Linked DNA regions of Mus musculus: all the other regions are linked to region 2. Evidence: chromatin contacts called from public Hi-C and HiChIP or PLAC-seq data. All regions are on one chromosome and are shown on one strand. Each heading gives the region's core, a stretch centred on a gene start, on an enhancer-like site or on the middle of the called end of the contact. The rest is flanking DNA. Distances are from core to core; before and after follow the strand shown.

Evidence for each region. Hi-C and Micro-C count contacts between places; a contact is called where the count stands out from the background. HiChIP or PLAC-seq counts read pairs in DNA pulled down with a chosen protein or histone mark.
Region 1: a Hi-C map of cortical glia shows a contact between it and region 2, with 2.6 times the contacts expected there. The contact joins the enhancer-like site here to the promoter of Wdfy3 in region 2. A contact is called at or near these places in 16 of 39 promoter capture datasets (the 3T3-L1 cell line, 3T3-L1-derived adipocytes, the C10 cell line and 10 more), 17 of 484 Hi-C or Micro-C datasets (the AML12 cell line, B cells, the HPC-5 cell line and 14 more), 20 of 115 datasets of contacts at active chromatin or transcription factors (the NIH/3T3 cell line, bone marrow-derived macrophages, cardiomyocytes and 14 more) and 3 of 9 other capture datasets (adipose tissue, liver and pancreatic islet).
Region 3: an H3K27ac HiChIP or PLAC-seq map of embryonic stem cells shows a contact between it and region 2, with 4 times the contacts expected there. The contact joins the enhancer-like site here to the promoter of Wdfy3 in region 2. A contact is called at or near these places in 11 of 39 promoter capture datasets (the 3T3-L1 cell line, the C10 cell line, the HPC-7 cell line and 5 more), 2 of 15 datasets of contacts at CTCF or cohesin (embryonic stem cells and pro-B cells), 12 of 484 Hi-C or Micro-C datasets (the N1E-115 cell line, bone marrow-derived macrophages and embryonic stem cells), 23 of 115 datasets of contacts at active chromatin or transcription factors (the NIH/3T3 cell line, bone marrow-derived macrophages, cardiomyocytes and 12 more) and 3 of 9 other capture datasets (adipose tissue, liver and pancreatic islet).
Region 4: an H3K27ac HiChIP or PLAC-seq map of embryonic stem cells shows a contact between it and region 2, with 5 times the contacts expected there. The contact joins the enhancer-like site here to the promoter of Wdfy3 in region 2. A contact is called at or near these places in 11 of 39 promoter capture datasets (the 3T3-L1 cell line, 3T3-L1-derived adipocytes, the C10 cell line and 5 more), 3 of 15 datasets of contacts at CTCF or cohesin (embryonic stem cells, large pre-B cells and pro-B cells), 17 of 484 Hi-C or Micro-C datasets (the 63-12 cell line, B cells, the Ba/F3 cell line and 8 more), 16 of 115 datasets of contacts at active chromatin or transcription factors (bone marrow-derived macrophages, cardiomyocytes, differentiating embryonic stem cells and 6 more) and 2 of 9 other capture datasets (adipose tissue and liver).

Annotation. Positions count from the first base shown.
Region 1 is chr5:101,916,855-101,921,708 of GRCm38.p6, reverse strand. It overlaps Wdfy3 (WD repeat and FYVE domain containing 3), which reads left to right. Exons shown (of 67, transcript NM_172882.3): 22 at 2,132-2,313; 23 at 4,078-4,309. Among named protein-coding and RNA genes, the nearest start is that of Gm42135, 29 kb to the left of the region's middle. Within about 2 kb of position 1,973, at least 16 of the 459 cell types and tissues checked have an H3K27ac peak or open chromatin away from gene starts, as enhancers often do. A contact at or near this core is called in cerebral cortex, cortical glia, muscle stem cells and 1 more, where this site is marked.
Region 2 is chr5:102,067,456-102,071,949 of GRCm38.p6, reverse strand. Wdfy3 (WD repeat and FYVE domain containing 3) reads left to right here and starts at 2,029. Exons shown (of 67, transcript NM_172882.3): 1 at 2,029-2,354.
Region 3 is chr5:101,844,942-101,849,569 of GRCm38.p6, reverse strand. Wdfy3 (WD repeat and FYVE domain containing 3) reads left to right here. Exons shown (of 67, transcript NM_172882.3): 61 at 122-301; 62 at 1,065-1,247; 63 at 2,371-2,467; 64 at 4,326-4,628. Among named protein-coding and RNA genes, the nearest start is that of Gm20548, 21 kb to the right of the region's middle. Within about 2 kb of position 1,624, at least 46 of the 459 cell types and tissues checked have an H3K27ac peak or open chromatin away from gene starts, as enhancers often do. A contact at or near this core is called in the N1E-115 cell line, embryonic stem cells and extraembryonic endoderm stem cells, where this site is marked.
Region 4 is chr5:101,820,761-101,825,698 of GRCm38.p6, reverse strand. It overlaps Cds1 (CDP-diacylglycerol synthase 1), which reads right to left. Exons shown (of 13, transcript NM_173370.3): 13 at 1,847-4,265. The coding sequence ends at 4,136. Among named protein-coding and RNA genes, the nearest start is that of Gm20548, 3.0 kb to the left of the region's middle. Within about 2 kb of position 3,523, at least 11 of the 459 cell types and tissues checked have an H3K27ac peak or open chromatin away from gene starts, as enhancers often do. A contact at or near this core is called in embryonic stem cells, where this site is marked.

The DNA of each region.
Region 1 (4,854 bases), core at 724-3,223, 150 kb after region 2:
TAACTTTTATCTTTTTAGTGAAGATATTTCATTGATTGGCACGTGGTTGATGGTAAATACTAATGGAATATAAGCGCTTGCTTTTAAATTTAATTATACAGTTTCTCGGTGTTCTTCATGGTGCCTTTCACAGCGCTGAGTTATCATCAGTATAATTCATCTCAAAGTTCTCATCGTGAGGGCTGGAGATCACATTTTGAAAGGCGAAGCCTTCCACCAGTTTGATAGCAAACAGATAATTGAAAAGCTCTCTTCCTCCCCTCCCCCCGCACTCCATTGGGGAACACTGCCTTTGCATTGAGACCCTTTGAGGCAGGCACTTTGGGGTGCCCCCTTGGTCACCTCACTGTTTGGCAGCCCTTTCATATACCCTCTGATCTCTTCTTACATCTTCCCTCTGAAATCAATGTCCTTTGGACTTGGTATCCATCTACTCTCCCTTGGAAGTAAAAACCATCACTCTTTGTTTATTGAGGGCCACTTGACCTTACCTCAGGAACCAAGAAAGCATTTTAAAAAAATCTGTCTGTGTTCTAAGCTTGGTGCTTGTATTTCCACACGCAGAGTGGAGTCTGCATTTAAATACTTGAGTATTCTGAGCAGGTCTTTAGCTGACATTTATTTATAAACCCACCTCTCCCTCTACTTCCTATCCTGACTGCTGACAACCCTCAGCTAATACGCTAGCTAGACGCCCGCGCGGCTAACCCTAACTGCAGCACTTTGCACCGGCTTACTGTTGTATGACAACCAGGTTCATCCCCGAAAATGAAACTCCCACACCGCTCCTGTTGGTTTATTTCTGAGATGTAAATTTCATTGTGAGCCCAAGGCTGGCCTGGGAATCCTGATCCTGTCTCCACTCCCTGTGCTGTAATGACCGGCATGCACCTCCCACCCCAACGTCACTCATTAGTGACCGAGGCCAGGCCCTCATGCATGGTAGGCAAGCACCCTAGAAGCCGAGCTATGTCCTACCTCTCTTGACATTTTTAAGTAATGGCCTCTTTAGTACTAGAGGATATTTACCGTTTTATTAGTAAGGAAGTGGAAGACACAAACCTCGGTTCTCTGCTCTGAATGTTTTTAGGGGGGGAGGGGTGTAATTTGTGCCACTGTAAATGTACACAAGTTGATACAGTGGTTGGTGATGTGATTTGCATGTGGGCCCCTCAGATCCAGCTTAGCAGTGAGCGCCTTTACCCAGAAGCCCTCTTGGCAGTGCTGATGTGCACGTCTTTTTGTGTGTGTGGAATGATTGAGACCAGGGCTCTGTACATGCTAAGCACATGCTGGCCCTGTGCTCTCTATGACATCCTTCACACCCCTCTGTCTGTAACTATGACTTCCTGAGGCCAGGTAAGTTCACTTCCTGTGTGGGCTTCTCCATTCTGTCTCTCACTGTCGTCTGCTCAGCTACAAACACTGAGAAAGGGTAGGACTGTGTTCTAGCCCAGGGGAAGAATAAAAATATGTGCAGCCTCGTGTCTGTCTCTGGATTTGACTCCCAGCACCACTAAGAACAACAAACCAATGGCAGAACATTAATTTTCAATTAGACAAATGTGAAAATGAAATTCATATAGCCCCATTGTTTCTTTTTTGTTGTAGTTGACCAAAATAGTTTATTGAATATGGAGATGGGAAGGATCTGGGATCCTTTGAGAGTGGGGGAGAGTTTAGAGGAAGAAAGGGAAAAGAGTAATGTTGTAATTAAATTACAACTTCAAAAATAAACAATAAAGAACTAAGAGGAGAAGGTATTATCTTACTGTTTACATGTGAATAAAGCTACTGTTTCTTAGCACAGTCTGGCTGGTGCTAAGCAGCAATCAGAGGGTAGAGTTAGGCAGTGCTGGCAGAGGAGGGTGTCTATTGGACAAGGTTCTCACAGGAAGCAAGAACTTGGAACAGCAGATAGTTTGTACCCAGTGCCACGCAGCAGGGCTCCCTGCAGCTGCTGTCCTGTGGTTCTGGCAGGATGATCACAGACCAGCAACTGGTTGTGGGATGCGCAGGATGCTGCCTCTGTGTCACGGACTATCTGAATCTGCTGATCTAGAAATCTGTGATCCAGCACAGGGACAGTGTGGGCAAGCACGCTCACGTCCTTCCCCTCTGTCTTATTTAGTTGATGATTTCAGTGAAGAGTCCTCTTTCTATGAGATCCTCCCGTGCTGTGCCCGCTTCCGGTGTGGAGAGCTGGTAGTGGAGGGACAGTGGCACCACCTGGCTCTGCTCATGAGCAGAGGCATGCTGAAGAACAGCACCGCGGCCCTCTACCTCGACGGGCAACTGGTCAGCACCGTCAAGGTAAGCATGCTGTACCCCGAAACACCAGCGCTCGGTCTTCACCTGGGTGCGGAGAGTCCAGGCTAGGTTCTCACTCTTGAGCAGCAGCAGCCACTGTATCTATATCTGCAGCCTTCTGCTGACAGAATGGGGGATGAGCATTCATGGAGAACTCCACACTCTAGTTTCAGGAGCAGCTGGGAGAGGGGAAGTACTAAACAGTCTCTTCTGAATAAAGATATTGTCACAGGTGAATGTCCCCAAACCTAATGTCCAAAATACTCCAAACTCTAAAGCTGTCTTAGTGCCAGCATCTGTCATAAAACAATCTGCACATTTCGACGTATTCTAAATTTTATATTTTCAGAGTGCTAAAGATTTCACAGGCGTTCCAGGGGCTGGAAGATGCTGTAAAGTACTTTTTCTGGTCCTCAGCACTGTAGACCAGGCTATAAGCTGTACTTAATATCTACAGAACTTGGCGTGGTTAAAATTCCTTAACCTCTGTAAGACAGTATCCATCTTAGACTGATAGTGCTATTTTTTCAAATGGGTCTTTTGTGTAAAATCAGCTGTGAATGATTTTCCTTTCCTAAAAGTACTGATGTTTTATTGTGATGTTATATGCTAAGGTAAGTGCTAAAATATCCCATTGCAGTGTCCATTGATTTCTTTGTAATATATGTGTGTGTGTGATAGATAGATAGACAGACAGACAGACAGACAGACAGACAGACAGATGATATATAGACAGATAGGTATGTAGGTTGGTAGATTAATAGATTAATTAATTGATTGACAATTGATAGACAATTGATAGATGATAGGTAGATATGCAGATAGATAGACATGTAGGTAGATAGATAAATAGATGATAGATAGGTATGCAGGTAGGTAGATTGATAGATAATTGATAGATGATAGGTAGATATAGATAGATAGATAGATAGATAGATAGGTAGGTAGGTAGGTAGGTAGATAGATAGATAGATAGATAGATAGATAGATAGATAGATAGATAGTTGAATACACACATGCACACACACACATATACACACACACACATACTGTGAGTAATCAGGGGTAGTATTACATGAAGATCTTCACCACTATGCTTGAAACAACCCTGGGACCATTCTTTAATATACATAAAATAATAGATGTGATCTGAAGTTGACTGATGTTGATGAAGAAACAACTCAATGGAAATGGCCTCCCCTGTGACAGAGGCCACCTTCACAAGCAGTAACTCAGTTTCTCATCTCACAGCCTGCCTAAATATATATTTATTTAACATGGGTTGGTTGATAATTGAGTTGTCTCATCAGTAAATATAAGTGTTTTCAACTCTAAGAATGTCAGTTAACCATGCCTCTCTTGTATTGAGGTAATATACATGCATATAAACCATGCACTTGACTTTTGTAACTCGAGATACTTTAAGTTAGCAGGCTCACATCTCAGGTGGTTATCGTAGAACTGTGAACACCTCCTTTGCAGAGAAGCGTCATGAATACAAGGAGACTGCAGTGAGCAAGTGACGTCGTCCCTGTATACAACTGTTACCGTTTTTAGATATAGTTTACTTGGTGAGAACTTGATGGCAGATCTAGCCACACTGCCACACTGAGTGCCCAGTTACAGACCCTACGGTCTTGCCTTGTGTTTCTCAGCTTGGTTCTGATATCTCTGAAGTCCTGGGTCTTGAGATAAGGAGAACACGTACAATAAGGTAGCCATTCCTGGGCTAAGTGTCCGCGTCTCACACCTGTGTCTTCTTTGCAGCTGCATTATGTCCACAGCACTCCTGGGGGCTCAGGCTCTGCAAACCCCCCAGTACTGAGCACAGTCTATGCTTACGTCGGCACTCCACCTGCGCAGCGCCAGATCGCCTCGCTGGTCTGGCGCCTGGGGCCCACCCATTTTCTGGAAGAAGTTTTACCTCCTTCTAGCGTGACTACTATTTATGAACTGGGACCAAACTATGTTGGAAGCTTTCAGGCTGTCTGCGTGCCATGTGAGTTCATGTTATCATGCATTCTTGACACGGTGCAGGGAGTAAGTCCTGCAACATAGGGGTGTGTGTGTGTGTGTGTGTGTGTGTGTGTGTATGCACATGTGTGTGTGTGAATCTGTGTGTGTATGCTTGCATGTGTATGTATGTGTGTGTGTATGGGAGTGTGTGTGTGTGTGTGTGTGTATGCACATGTGTGTGTGTGAATCTGTGTGTGTGTGTTTGCACGTGTATGTATGTGTGTGTGTATGGGAGTGTGTGTGTGTGTGTGTATATGCACATGTGTGTGTGTGAATCTGTGTGTGTATGTTTGCACGTGTATGTATGTGTGTGTGTATGGGAGTGTGTGTATGCACATGTGTGTGTGTGTGAATCTGTGTGTGTATGTTTGCACGTGTATGTATGTGTGTGCGTATGGGAGTGTGTGTATGCACATGTGTGTGTGTGAATCTGTGTGTGTATGTTTGCACGTGTATGTATGTGTGTGCGTATGGGAGTGTGTGTATGCACATGTGTGTGTGTGAATCTGTGTGTGTATGTTTGCACGT
Region 2 (4,494 bases), core at 780-3,279:
GAGCAACTGGGAAGGGTCTTTTCCAGACCATCCTTATAATCCTTATATTTGTATAGCTTCAGCAAAACAAGGGAAGGCAGCTGGGTGTATATGTGTGCACTAGGAGAAAACCTTTGTGAAATATTCTCTATAAGACACCAGCAGGAAAATTGCCACATTTGCATACTGATATACCCTTGAACTTTATTGCAATGGTTTTTTTTCCAACAGAAAGACATTTATAATCAATGTGCTGATGACATACATTTCATAAATTTTCTTCTCCCAATTATAATTACAAAAAAAATTCGAAACCTCATTCATATTTAGTTGAAGATCTTCCTTCTGAAAGGCACCCTGGTCTTAGTGTTGACTCAACTGATTTTCTTACCCTAATGTAGCCATGCATCCAGTAGCTCTTCTTCCTGCCACACTCCCAGGCTGAAGAGAATTTTGTGGTACATTTGTGTAAGGGCAGATTGGAGGAACGGTACCTAAAGAATACACATCAAAGGGCCAAGGAGGAAGGAGCAGTAAGAAGGAAAAGGAAGCAGGCACACCCCTCCCCCACCCAGCGACCTGGCAGTAATGATTTATTTAAAACTGTATTATAGAGCGCTATAGCACAGCCTATTTGGCTTTAAAGGAATTCTATAGATGGCACAGACTGAGTTAAAACAGTTGAATGGCCAGTATCTTTACAGGTTACTTTGTGAGCCTTAGAGGCAAAGCATCGGATTTCTGTTCCCCCTTAGATGATCTGGTTATAAAAGTAGGTTTTTTTAAAAGGGGTTGTTCTGACCTACTCTTTCAGAATTGAGTAACATTTACATTTTTATTCTGTAGCCTGCCCCTGGTCTCTTCCCTTCCCTGACTGTCTCCCTGGCCTCCAACTCTGGACAATTCTTCTATCCTCCTGAGGGACCCCCCAACCTCATCCAACAGCAGCCCCACCCAGCACAGGCCTTACAGGCATGGCTCTCCACACCTGGGGAAAGGTGCTTTGTCCTGCCAGCGGGTGCCTGGGAACAGCAGGAACAGGGGCCCCCACACGGAACAGCTGCTGAATCTTGTAGCAAACAGTGGAGTAAATCGGTACAACTGGATCCAATTCCAAACACAAACTGGCTTAAAAAAAGGAAACAGCAAGTCCAAATTACTTCGGCTTTTTTTTTTTTTTTTTCTTTTTTAGAGGAAATCCTAAAACTGCTGTAGATTGCAGTGTTGGGAAAACAAGCTCGTGTTTCCAGTTTCTGTACCACTACTTCCCCACTCTGAGCTGTTCAACTCAAGGAGTTCAAGCATTCATGCTGACTCAGTTTTGTCCCCACCGTCAGAACAGAAGTATGACCCAAACGGTACGCTGGGCGGACTAGGAACAGAGACAAGCTGATGTCCGCTTGGCTGTTTCAAGTTTACCAATCCATACTCATTTAGTGCAAACATTGTGTTGGTCAGGTCTATGGAGGTACAAAGAATGACCTTTCCAGAAAGGGCAAACCTAAAATCTCAGCAGAAGGTCTCAAGGTCACTGACCCAGGACAACCCTGGAGACTGGAAACTCCTGGGTCCTGATCCGCACCGGAGGAGGTGGGGGTTCGAGGCCGCGTAGTGAAAGAGCTAGCGTGGGCAGTTCTTTTGTACTCCAGCTGGAGTAAAATGAACGCAGGCTCGCGTGTTTTCATCGCTGGTGACAGCATCCAGCAATGGGAGTAGGGCTCAGGGGCGCGCAGCGGTGCTTTCTCAGCAGGGTCCCCCGAGAAGCCGGAGGAGGGGGTGAGCGCTGCGCCAGAGGACCCGGGAGCCCGGAGGCGAGGGCAGGGGGCGCGGGGCGCGGGGCGCGGACTGGGCTGCGCGCCTGTCCAGGGTGCCGGCAAGCAGGAGCCGCGGCGAGGGAAGGAAGTAGGAAAGAGGAAGGAAAGGCGGGAGGGGCCGGCCGCGCGGCTGCAGTTTCTGCGGCCGGCCTGGTAGGAGGAGCGGGAGGAGCGGGAGGAGGATCCCGAGCCGTCCGTCAGCGGGCGCGGGAGGTGGGGAGAGCGGGAGGAGGAGGAGGATTAAAGATGGCCACCAGCAGCTGCGGGAGACGGCCACCAGCCCTCACTTTCCGGGATGTTCCCCGCGGCCCGGCCCGGCCTTGATGGAGAGGAGCAGCCCGTGCAGTGCCGAGGCTGAGGCGGCGGCGGGGACCCGGCGAGGGAGAAGACGCGGCGGAGCAGGGACCCAGGCGGGAGAAGGGAGCGGCGGCGGCGTCGCTGCCCTGGCTGCCTAGCACGGCTGCCGCCCCGGCCCCGCAGCTCGCGGACTGCAGCGGGCGCTCGGCCCCGGCCCGGCCTGGGGGGACTCCCGGGCCCCACGCCTGGGCCCGCGCGTCCGCGGTGAGTGCTGCCTGCCCGCTCGCCGGCTCGCCCGCGGCGCGCTTTGTTCCTGCGGGGCGGAGGCGCTGTCCGCGCGGGGACAGGCCGCGGCCCAGCCGCTCCCCCACCCGCGTCCTCCTCCGGGCCTGGAGAGGGCGCCGTCGGCGGCTGGTCCCAGGCGGCCGGCGGAGGGGCGTGCGGGGGCCTCGGGGATGGGGAGGCGGGGGCAAGGCGACCGCAGGTCCGGGAGGGCGGGGGCGTAACCCGGCGGCGCCCGGGGTAGGTGGGGGTCATGCCGGTCCCCTCGGGAGGACCCTCCCGGTGCCCATTCCCGGACCCCCCAGCCCCCACCCGCGCGCGCCCGGGCGCAGCGGAGCGCGGCCTCCATCCCTCGGGCGCCGTCTCCAGGGCCGCGGGCCTCTCCTGGCTCATCCCTCTACGCTCTGAGCTGCAAACCCTTCCCTGTGGAAGGGACCTGGGATGCTTCTGTCCTGCATCGGGGATGTGGTGGCATCACCGACATTCGCGGTTATGGCGGGGTTGAAAAGGCAGCGGTGACCTTTCCGACCAGAGCCCTCTGGACCATGGTCGCATCGGAGGTGCTGCGTTCCATTGATTTTTTGACTCTTGAATCGGAGAGACAGATGATGAGTTCTTCCTTTGTAGAAATAATAGGATAGAATCAGATCAAGCAGATGTTTACCGAATGCATGGATTTTCAGTACCTCACCAATGGCTAAGTGTTTTTTCTGTGGGAAAAATGGTGCTTATGCATACGAAAAACTATTTTTGTTCACTAATAGCTATGGGTTGGTCAGTACCAAGTGGTTATTATGGTGTCTGAAAACCCAACAAAAAAAGAAAAACAAAACCCTTGCGTCGAGACAGCAGATTCCAGGCTGGCCTCTATCAAGCAGGTTTAGATCAGTTTTCACTGTCAGGATGTAAAGCAAGTAAAAATAACAAAACAATGAAAAATGTACTTATTTACAGGAAAATGGGATGTGGTATTAGTGTAGAGTCTAGGAGAAAGACTATAGTCTGTTAGTGTATAGATCTAGTCAAAGTAAATCCCTCTTTAAATAAAACTGTCATCATGGGACCCTGCTGTGTAAGAATTAGCTTGATATGCATTTAATGTTTAAAAAAAATCTGTATTTCATTAGGTTTGAGAACTAAAACTTTGAGCAGTTCTGCCTCAAGCAACTAGAAATACAGGTTTTTAAATAGTTTCTCTTTTCCTTAGTTGAAATCTATTCATGTAAAAATATGCTTCTCACAAAAATTTCTCTACAAATGTGCTATGAGTTAAGGAACATGAGGCTTTGAAGTAACTTGGAAAGACATGAAAGAAAGTTAAACCGTAGTGTAATATTCCAGGATCAGATTCTGTACTCTGAGGATGCTGAACTCCACAAGTCTTCACTGTTTACCTCTGGTGTCCTAAATATCACCAAGGTGCTGCATTCAGTGGGGTCTTAGAATTTCTAGAAATTATCCTCAGAATGTAGCCTACATCGGGGCTCCCCCACCCCCATTTGATCTGGAACCACAAAAGATGGTAAACAACTGGGTATCGTAGTTTAAAAAGAGTAAATATCCTACCTGGGTATGGTGACTCATACCTGTTGGCCAGGTACTGGGAGGCTGAGAAGAGCGTGAACGTCTAAGTCTTGTAGATGCAGGCAAGTCTGAGGAAAAAAAATTAGTTTGTGTACTTTCCACCTGTCTCTGTCTAATGCTTGTGATGGAGAGTGTATCAGAGTACCACGGAAAGATGGAGAGGATCCCAGGATAGCATGCATGTAAAGTATTCATCCGTGTATTCTCATTCAGACACGGGGAAGATGCTGATCCCATTGTACAGATGGGGAATTAGGCAACTTTAGGGAAAGTCTAGGACCCAGATTGCCTAAGTTTAGAGCCAGTGATGATCAATGTTTTAGGATACCAATTAGATGTGAAGACCGGAATGGCATGGCATTTTGGAGTCATGGGCTTTCAGTGCAGAGGGCTCAGTGACGGGCTTGCTGGGGTGACCCAGGTATGCACACAGCTCTGCAGCCACACCCCAAAGCTCTTCTCGCTGCATCCCCCTCCCCAACCACCCACCCTCTAGTGTTATTGTTTTCTGTGATTCCAATGGCACAGACCCTTGCGT
Region 3 (4,628 bases), core at 375-2,874, 220 kb after region 2:
TCCAACTCTATATTTGTAAGCCTGTCTGTCTGCTGATACAAGTAGAAGTGTGGAGTCTGCTAGGTGACCATCACGCCATGCTGTTGTAACTGGCCTGGTTTCTTGCTGTTGTCTTTTGCAGGCTCTCCTTGGCCACACTGATACTGTCACCTGTGCCACAGCATCCCTGGCCTACCACATAATTGTCAGCGGGTCCCGGGACCGAACCTGCATCATCTGGGACCTGAACAAACTGTCATTCCTAACCCAGCTCCGCGGCCACCGAGCTCCCGTCTCCGCTCTTTGCATTAATGAGCTAACAGTGAGTAGTGGGTTGAGGAAGCGTATTGCCAAACCAATGGCAAACTGTGTGTTTCCTAAGTCAACAGACATCCACTGTAGGTGCCACTGCCTTCTGCTCGGTTAATAAGTTGCTTGAAAAGCAAATGGGTGTTAAGTTTTTTAACCCAGGCAACATTTTTTCCCCTGAAAATCCATTCACGGCTGCGCACTTTAAAGAGAGCGAGAGTCGATGAAAATAAAACATCGTAGAGTACGCTTCTCTAGTGATGAGATCGTGGGGCTAATTAAGAGTGTAAGAGTTCTGTTGAAGTTTTTAGTGACAATACAGCCAAAGTGCTCACTTACCATGTACAGCAAAAGTATAGAGTTTGCAGTAGCTGTTAGGGTAGCCCCGTCTGTCTGTCTTCTCAGTCACTGAAGAGATGATAGCACACCTCAGCTTATCATCCTCTTACCCCTCTGGTCTCGGTGTTTGAGTCTTTATGTCAAAGTTAGTTGAGGGCTCAATTCTCCAATGAGAAGCAGGAATACGTTCTGGTCATACCCAGAAGTCACAATCCTAATTAGAATGGTCCCTCTCACCCGTGGGTGACACAGCTTCTCAGAGGGGAGGTGCCCAGCAGGGACTCAGCTCTGACTTCCTGAAGAAGCTTCTAATGGAGACCTGTAAATCCGCACTGAATTCCAGGTCACCTCCCATCATGCAGCAGTAGTCAGAGGACTGACAGGTTGTGACAGCTAGACCTGTGCTATGAAGCTCAGACTCCCCTTCTTCTTGTCAGGGGGACATTGTGTCCTGCGCAGGCACGTACATCCACGTGTGGAGCATCAATGGGAATCCCATCGTGAGTGTGAACACATTCACGGGCCGGAGCCAGCAGATTGTCTGCTGCTGCATGTCCGAGATGAACGAGTGGGACACGCAGAATGTCATCGTGACAGGACACTCAGATGGAGTGGTCCGGGTAAGTCCACCTGAGAGAGAAAGCTACACACTACCCACATGCATATTCATATGTACACACAGAAGACCACTCTCAGGCTGGTCCCCTGAAACATAATGCAACATACCATTTTGGCTACGTTTTGTGTGGTGAGCATCTCAGAAGAGACAATGCGCATACTACCTCTGTAGTCCCTCACATGGTTGGGTTTCTCTCAGGAGATTTCTTTTTCTTTGTAGCTATATATTTTCCCCCTCTTAGGCCTGTTATCCTTAACTGTGCCCTTTGTCAAAGCTGGGTGACTAATCACCCTCCTTAATTACAGGCCCAAGCTTAGAGACAATGAAGCTGACTCCACGCCCGAGTCACATGCTGTGGCTCAGCCTGCAGGCCTGCAGGGACACACCCTGCCTGCAGTCCTGCAGGGACACACCCTGCCTGTAGTCCTTGAGGCAACAGTTCCCACTGCTAAATGTCTAAGACAGTTTGCACTCATCACGCAGGACCTTGAGAGGTTCTGAAGGAAATGGAGGTTTCCCTGTGCAGTTATCTAGTTCAGTTACCGTTCTGTTTCTGTGGAGGCGCCATGATCGAGGCGACCTATAGAAGATAGCATTTAGTTGGGGGTCTTACAGTTTCAGAGGGTGAGTTCGTGGTCGTCATGGCGGGGAGCTTGGCGGCAGGCAGGCAGGGCACAAGAGCAGTCGCTGAGAGCTTACCTCTTATCCTCAAGTTGAAGTCAGGAAGCAAAGGGTAAAGGGAAGAAGGAAGGAGGCAGAGCGAGCCTGGGCTGTGGAAGCTTGTGAAACCTCAGAGCCCCCTCCCCCACCTCCATCCCTACCCCCATCCCCAGTGACCCACCTCTGCCAGCAAGGCCACACCTCTTGATCTTCCTAAGCAGTCCACCAGCTGGGACTCAAACATGCTCACTCAGCCCACCACGCTGATCATGATTTTAAACTTGCCTGGCCAGGGTCCTTTCCCTCTGGGAGGGACAGCTACCATGTGAGGCAGCTGGCCTCACGGATTCGGAAATCCCAATTTAAGCGGTGGTCAGTGGACTCACCCACCTAACCCTCAGAGCACACCTTCCTGAGCTAATGTGTTTGCTGTATCCTGTCATGTCCACATTATTTCCCCGCAGTTCTGGAGAATGGAATTCCTGCAGGTTCCTGAAACACCAGCTCCTGAGCCTGTGGAAGACCTGGAGATGCAGGAGGGCTGCCCAGAAGCACAGATAGGTACTTGACAAGCACGGAGTCATTTCATGTATTTATTAGATCAACATGGAAAAGCTCCGACCGAGCAGCTGAAACAGGCAAGGCTGCACACATAGCACTGTCGCCGCCACCCTGTGGGCATGTGTGCCAGCTTCACTCCAGGTCACCAAAGCCCACCCTCTGAGCTGTGCAAGCTGAATACAGGAGTGCTTTCCCCACGGTTCAAGGGCCTGCGACTCAGTTCTGTGGGGTGCAGGGTTGGGTGAGTCAGGCAGCCCCTCACCTCAATTCTAGAGCTGCTGTTCCCAGCTCATGAGATGCATTGTGGGATGGAGACAGGAGACTGCCAGGCTCTTAAATTGCTTACAGGCCAAACATCAGTACTCACCCCACCCGATCCTGCTCACGTGGGCCATTAATTCCAACTGAAGACCGTTATCTGCTATTTCTGAAGCACTTTAAATTTCCAGTTAAAGCAGAGCCAGGTGTCTTCCCTACAGAATGACTGGGGACAGCACCATAGAGGCAGCAGCGTCCTGCCCTGTGTTGGTGACCCTCCCTGGCCTGGCACTAGTGACTTGCCGGAAAGAATCAGTTTTCAGCTTGCTGAATAACATAAGGAGCTCCTGCATAGAAAGGCGCATTCTCAGAAGGGCACAGCTCCTCTCGGTAAACTCCGAGTGCCTGCTTTCTGTGCCAGAAAGAGAAATCCATAGGCAGCACGTTTTAATGCTTGCACTGTGTTTGATGTAAATCCCCACAGGCGCAATTGTAGCTTCAGAAGAGGTTGTCTGAAGTGTTGGTAGGAAGAGCGTAACTGTTGGTCACCTGCTTTATCCAAGGCATTGGATGATGGAGTCCCCTGAAATGAGTCACCTTTCTATATAGTGAATGACTAAAGCAGATGAGATTAGTGGGGTGGGAGGAGGGCAGGACTCAGAGCGTTGAGACAGCGAGTGCCATCTTCCGCGTGCATGCATACTGTGGCCATTTTGCAAAAGGGCAAAGTCCACGGAGAAGGACTGTGTACTGGAGATGAGACTGAAGGGCAGCCTGCCTCATTGCAGATCAAAGCTGTCCCTTGGCAGCTTTCGGTTCCACTTGCTCACACTTTTCCCTGGGGATCCCTCCTTTGAGAGATGTTTGAAGGTGGTAGGGAACTGTGGGGAGCGTGAAATGACAGTGGGAAGATTCAGCATCAAAACTTACACAAGTCACTGTCTTAGAAGTCACGTGGCTACTCAGTGCATGAACGAGGCTCATGTTTGTTCCCCAGCACCACACACATGCATGTGCATGTTCATACACACACACACACACACACACACACACACACACACACACACACACACACACACTCTGGAATGTGCATGGACAAGGTTCATGTTTGTTCTCCCCTCTGCCAGTGTAAAGAGTGCAGAGAAGAACACAGGATACCAAGAGGCATGGTGGGCGTTTGGGAGAGGGAGGCGGTGCTTTGAGTTGAAGGAGTTGGGTAAGATTTTAGACTGTGAGGTGTCGGCAAAGACAGGTAACACCAGTGCGCACACGCTTTGGGAAGACAAGTTCAAATAGAGTCACTGCTTGCAGTGCTGCGGACCTACTGTGAGGGGAGAACACCTGAGGAGCCAGACTGCCAGGGAGAGTGTGGTTTCGATTTTACTGTGAAGGATCAAATGCCACCTAAGGATTTTCTCAGTTGTGATCGTCTAGGACATGGGATTCTAAGGACTATGCTCCGCATTCTTGCTGTGTACAATCTTGCTACCTATGCTTGGTTGTGAGTGTGCCTCCCATCTACTGGACAGAGGAACAGGGACAAGTGTGAGTGACTGATGAGTCAGTCTCCCGTCTCTCGTGTCCCCAATGCCTTACCCAGGGCAGCAAGCCCAAGATGACGACAGCAGTGATTCTGAAACAGAAGAGCCCAGTGTCAGCCAGGACCCCAAGGACACGTCCAGCCAGCCCAGCAGCACCAGCCACAGGCCGCGGGCAGCCTCCTGCAGGGCCACCGCCACATGGTGTACCGACAGCGGCTCCGACGACTCCAGGCGCTGGTCCGACCAGCTCAGTCTAGATGAGAAAGATGGCTTCATATTTGTGAACTACTCTGAGGGCCAGACCAGAGCACATCTGCAGGGCCCCCTCGCCCACCCGCACCCCAACCCCATCGAAGCGCGCA
Region 4 (4,938 bases), core at 2,274-4,773, 250 kb after region 2:
CCTTGCCTGTCACATCAGTTGGGGGCAAGCAGCTACCACCTCGGCAAGAAGGCTGCCTGCCTCCCGAGCCCTCCCTACTTCCAGGAGGAGGTGCTGATCTGTCCAAACTTAGAAGGCTCCCCTGTGAGATCAGCTGCTCTGACTTCAAGAGAACAATGGCCTCCTCAGACCAGGAGAACAAAGCTGCCTTGCTGTTCCTCAGGAGCTGAAGGGACTGCGGGAAGCTGCGGAAAACGACCGGCTGAGGTTCAAACATGAACTTACCACACAAGCCAGCAATTCCACCCCCTTGCAATCTATGAAAGGGAACCGAGGGCGTGTCCACAGGCATTTCTTTCTAGAAAGTCTTACAGGAACATTTTTCATAAAAGCCCCAAGCTGGAAGGAATGCAAGTGACTATCAGCTGGTAAGTGGGCTGTCCAAATCCAATATTCATAAAAAGTAGCAATGCATATAAAAATACTGTGCCTGATGCAGAAATCCGCATACCCATGATTCCATTAGCGCAGAACTCCCACAAAGGCAGACTGATGCAGGTTAAGCACCAGCTCAGGGACTGACCATATTTGGGCATCCAAACAGGGAGTAACCACAAATGGGTGGGCACCAGGGACGTTTGGTGAGAACATGGAAATGGCTTCCAACCATCATTGGTTTGAGTGACTTTTGATAGATTACCACTGCTGCTCTGTTCTGAGGCAAGTTCTCATGAGACCCAGGCTGGTCTGGAAGTCACGCACAGCTGAGGCTGACCTTGGCCTTGACGATCCTGCTTCTGTCCTCACTAGCGCTGGCCTGACAGACATGCGTTATCATGCCCAGGCTGGCATGTAAATTACATCTCAACAAAGTGTCTGGTGGGAAAAAAGACATCCTTACCAATGAAGTATGTCCATCTTACCTTACCAAACTAATGAAAAATGTTTACAGGTTTTTTTTTTCAAGAATATTCCCTAAACTTAGCACTCTTTTAGATCCCAACTGAAGGTTAAAAGTCACATGATCGTGAACAGAAAACCATCCAAACCCACTAAGCTCCAGTTGGACCCAGCAGGAAGGAGGCTGGAGTTCACAGAAAGGCCCCAGCAGACTCTGTGGGCTTGGAAGGAGAGCGATTTGGAGTTCTGTTCTTCCAGAGTGGCTTTCCTTTCCCCTGCTGATGGGGATAGCTTGAGCATCTCAGGGATTTTCTCTGTGCCCTTTGTACATGTTAGGAAACTGCAAGGGTTCTCCCTGCTCCTTTTTGGAGAACACTTATTATCAAAAGATGTGCTTGACTAAATGACCCACGCTGTGCGGATTCCACAAAGCTCACCATATCTATACATGAAGACACCAGGCTGTCAGAATGGCTATTGGTTTGAATTGTCTGGACCCTGTTTTCTTTGCAGCAGTTTCATGGGCTTCCAAATACATAGACCCTGAACTGAAGGGGATTCTCAAAGGTGTTCAGGTGGTGCCCCGTCTCCCATGAACCTGGGGTTTGCATGTCTCCACTCTGTCCACCCCCGCTGTGAGGTGTCTCCTCGTGTCTGTCTGAGTGGGGCAGAGAACTGTGAATTGCAGTGTTGTTGTGTCCAGAAGGACCCACTGTGCACGTAATGCCACCAGAGCACCACAGCCGAAGCAGCCGCTGGTTTTCAGCTCAGCAGCATCAGCCTGCGGACTGACCAGCTACTCCACATTGGACACCAATCAGAGTTCCCTCGTGTGTGAGCAGCAAGGGACAGTGAAGCTCACCTTAGGAGGAGGTAAGGTGACACTGTGGGGCGAGGAGCTGTCTAGAAGCCCAGTGCTTACAGAATGCTTTTTCTCCGATTAGAAAACAGCAGCGCAAAGTCAAAATACCATTGGATCTTTATTTTTCTATCCCAGTTTCAGTAAAAAGATTCAGAGGACTGATTGACACATATCATAAGCTCTACAGTATATATATCCACAGCGCTGAGGGCTGATAGACACATATAATAAACTCTCACCCCGTACAGTATATCCACACTGTCTCGACCTTTCTTCTCATCAGACCAGGTGTCGCCATGACCTCTGTTCAAAGTGCAAAGGGACAAAAGTGGGGGCAGCCTTTAATCTCGGACAGCAACTGTCTGTGTGAATCCACAAGGAAGACTAGGGAGAGCGCCCTGGTTCTCAGACATCACCATCCCAAAAGCTACCAGGTCAGACAGCAGTTCAAAGGTCGATTTTCCATCGATGGATCTCTGCTGTGGAGGGCCTTCCTGGTTGCCACTCATCCACCACTTCACTCCACTGGATGACGCCTGTTCCAGTGCAAATGGAACGCTGGTCACAGTCGCTCTCACGGTGGTTGTTTGCTATAGTCCACTTTAATGTACACGCTATAAAAAGTAGGCTAAAATGTTCATTACTAGAGTGTTGTTGTTAAAGAACTCGCTTGTTTTTATATGGCATAATGTACACCCAGCTCTAAAAGATCTAATTGAGAAGAGCTTTTATTGTAACCCCAGATAGTCCTAGTTTCATCCTTTGTGTTTAGAATATTGATTTTTAATACGTGTATTAAGTAATGCTTCCATAATTCTGCCTCGCAAGCCATGAGAGCATGGTGGGTAAGGAGAAGCCACCATGTCCTCAACCATCCTTTACCTCTGCAGACAGCCTGTTCCTGGACATGCTCCTACCACAAGGCTTCCCTCCATTTCTTTTGTGCCTGCAACTCATTTATGGTCAACATCTGGGGCGGGGCGGGGGGACACACAAAAGCAGGGGACACTGACATCAGCCACTGAGAGGGGATCTCCTAAGGTGACAGCGCTCCCCTGGCTTGTATGCAGAGGGCGTGGGCTGAATCCAGCGCAGGGTCACCAGTCACCTGGGGGCCAACAATGGTGTTCTCAGGACTGCTACTGATGCCTGTGGGCTCCTCCTCAGAACCCTAGCGCATCCACAGTGGGAAGGAAATATGGGTGATTTCTAACTTAAACAAAATATTTACTCTTTTCATTACCAAACTATCCTCTGCAGCATCTCCATTTCTCCCCCTCCAGGTCGTCTCTGCGGGTGACCGCGACATTTGGTTAAGTATGGCTGCAGAGCACACACAGCAACAGGAGATCCCCTAGTCCACTCACAGGGTCCGGCCCCACCTGCACAGGGGCAAGGTGTGGCATTTGTAGGCTTTCCTGCTTCATGGCTGCTGTTTCTGCTGTACTTTTATTCTTGGGTTCAGGAAGTGCAAGGTGACAGAGGTTAATTACCAGCAGGGGGCTGGCCTGGAGCTGGGTCTTTAGGGAAAACTCTCCTTTCCAGGTGGCTCCCCAGCCACCACCACACACCACTCATCCCTACCATCCCTGGTGAGGTATTTCTGGTGGAGGAGCCTCGTGCTGGGCTCGCCATGCAGGACCCACTCTGAGTCTCTTTTGCATCAGAAATGGATTCTGATAACTTCTTTTTCAACAAATCAACAGTGGTCTAAGCACCAGCCTCTAGCTTCTGATTTTGAAACTCCTTAACACCAGGGCGTTAACACTTGGCAGATGACTGCTACTCTGAAAGTAGGCGGCCCAGCCAAGGCGGAGCCCAAGAGTGGGGCACCTGCCTGGTGTGGACCGGACCCTGGGTTCTAGCCCAGTACCATGAACAAACAAACAAAAAGAAGAGAGAGAAAAGTGGACAATCGCTCTTTTTCTTTCTTTTTAATCTAACTCAGCCCTTCAGAAATGCTTGAGATCATTAGAGGAGGAAACCCCGAGACCTCGATTCCCAAGGTGCCTCCAGTGCATTCAGCTATGGCTACGCCAGGGCAGCACCAGGGCAAAGGTCAACACCCTACGAGGGCCTCAGTTGATAGTGTTTGACTCTTTAAAACGCAAGTCTACCTAAATCATGGAACCTGGCCAGTGAGGGCAGAGAACTTAACATTGGAAAATACATTTTAGAAAAGTACAGGATCTTTCACGGGTGGGCGACTGCTGCACTCACCTTAGACCACGTGTTTGTTAAATATTCACAGTAATTGTAAATTCAGAAAAAGAAACCTTTGTATCTGCAAAGCCTGCATCTACTGAGTTTTAGCCCCAGGCTGGCTCAGTGCACGGCTCCAGTCAGAGCTGGTCTGTGAGCTCCTCCTCAGCAGCCCGTCGTCCTCAAGGGCAGCTACACCTTCAAGGTGGGCTGCAGGATCCCTTTCTCGGTGAGATGAATCTTCAGGGTTCTGTAGATATTTAACTGCTGTTCTGGTTGAAGCACTAACAGCTGCTGGAGCACTTTGCTGGGATTCGGACCCCTGGTGATGAAGCAGAGAAGACCCGTTCACACACTGTTCACACACACCGTTCACACACACCGTTTGCACAGTGAGCACACACTCCCTCCCAAAAACCCAGCTTTAAGCGCTGAGCAGCCACCTTTACAGAAGTGAGACAGCTCTTCACAAGCTCCAGCTGGGCGTGTCCAGTGCTCAAGAGAGGGGAGCAAAGGGCCAGAGCCACTCACTGCACCTTGAGCTGCACGGAGGAAGCAGAGCTGAGGTCCACAGACATTCTCTCAATAGACAACAAACCTTCAGAGCAGCGGACACAGGGCCAACCATAGGAGACATGTGAAAAAACTTAAACTTGTAGCTTCAGAGAGACTTGCAGACCATGTAAGGTACTTTGCTGAAGAAATACCCTTAGGGAACCATGATCGGTCACCTGAGAGACAAAGCGCAAAAGTCCTCCACCAAAGTCCTACCTGGGATGACCACAGGTGCCAGGGTGTTCTTCAAAGTCCTTGGGAGACCAAGAAGCAGGCCAAGCCCTGACCTCCCAGCTCATCTGCTACAGCAGTCCACTCAAGGAAAAGGAGCCAGGGAACAGCTATGTCCCCGCCCATCACCCCTCTCTCCCAAGACTCCTGCTGCAGCCCTGCAGTATGCAACTCATCTGGGCTGCAAAGAGCTGGAGAATGCCCAGAAG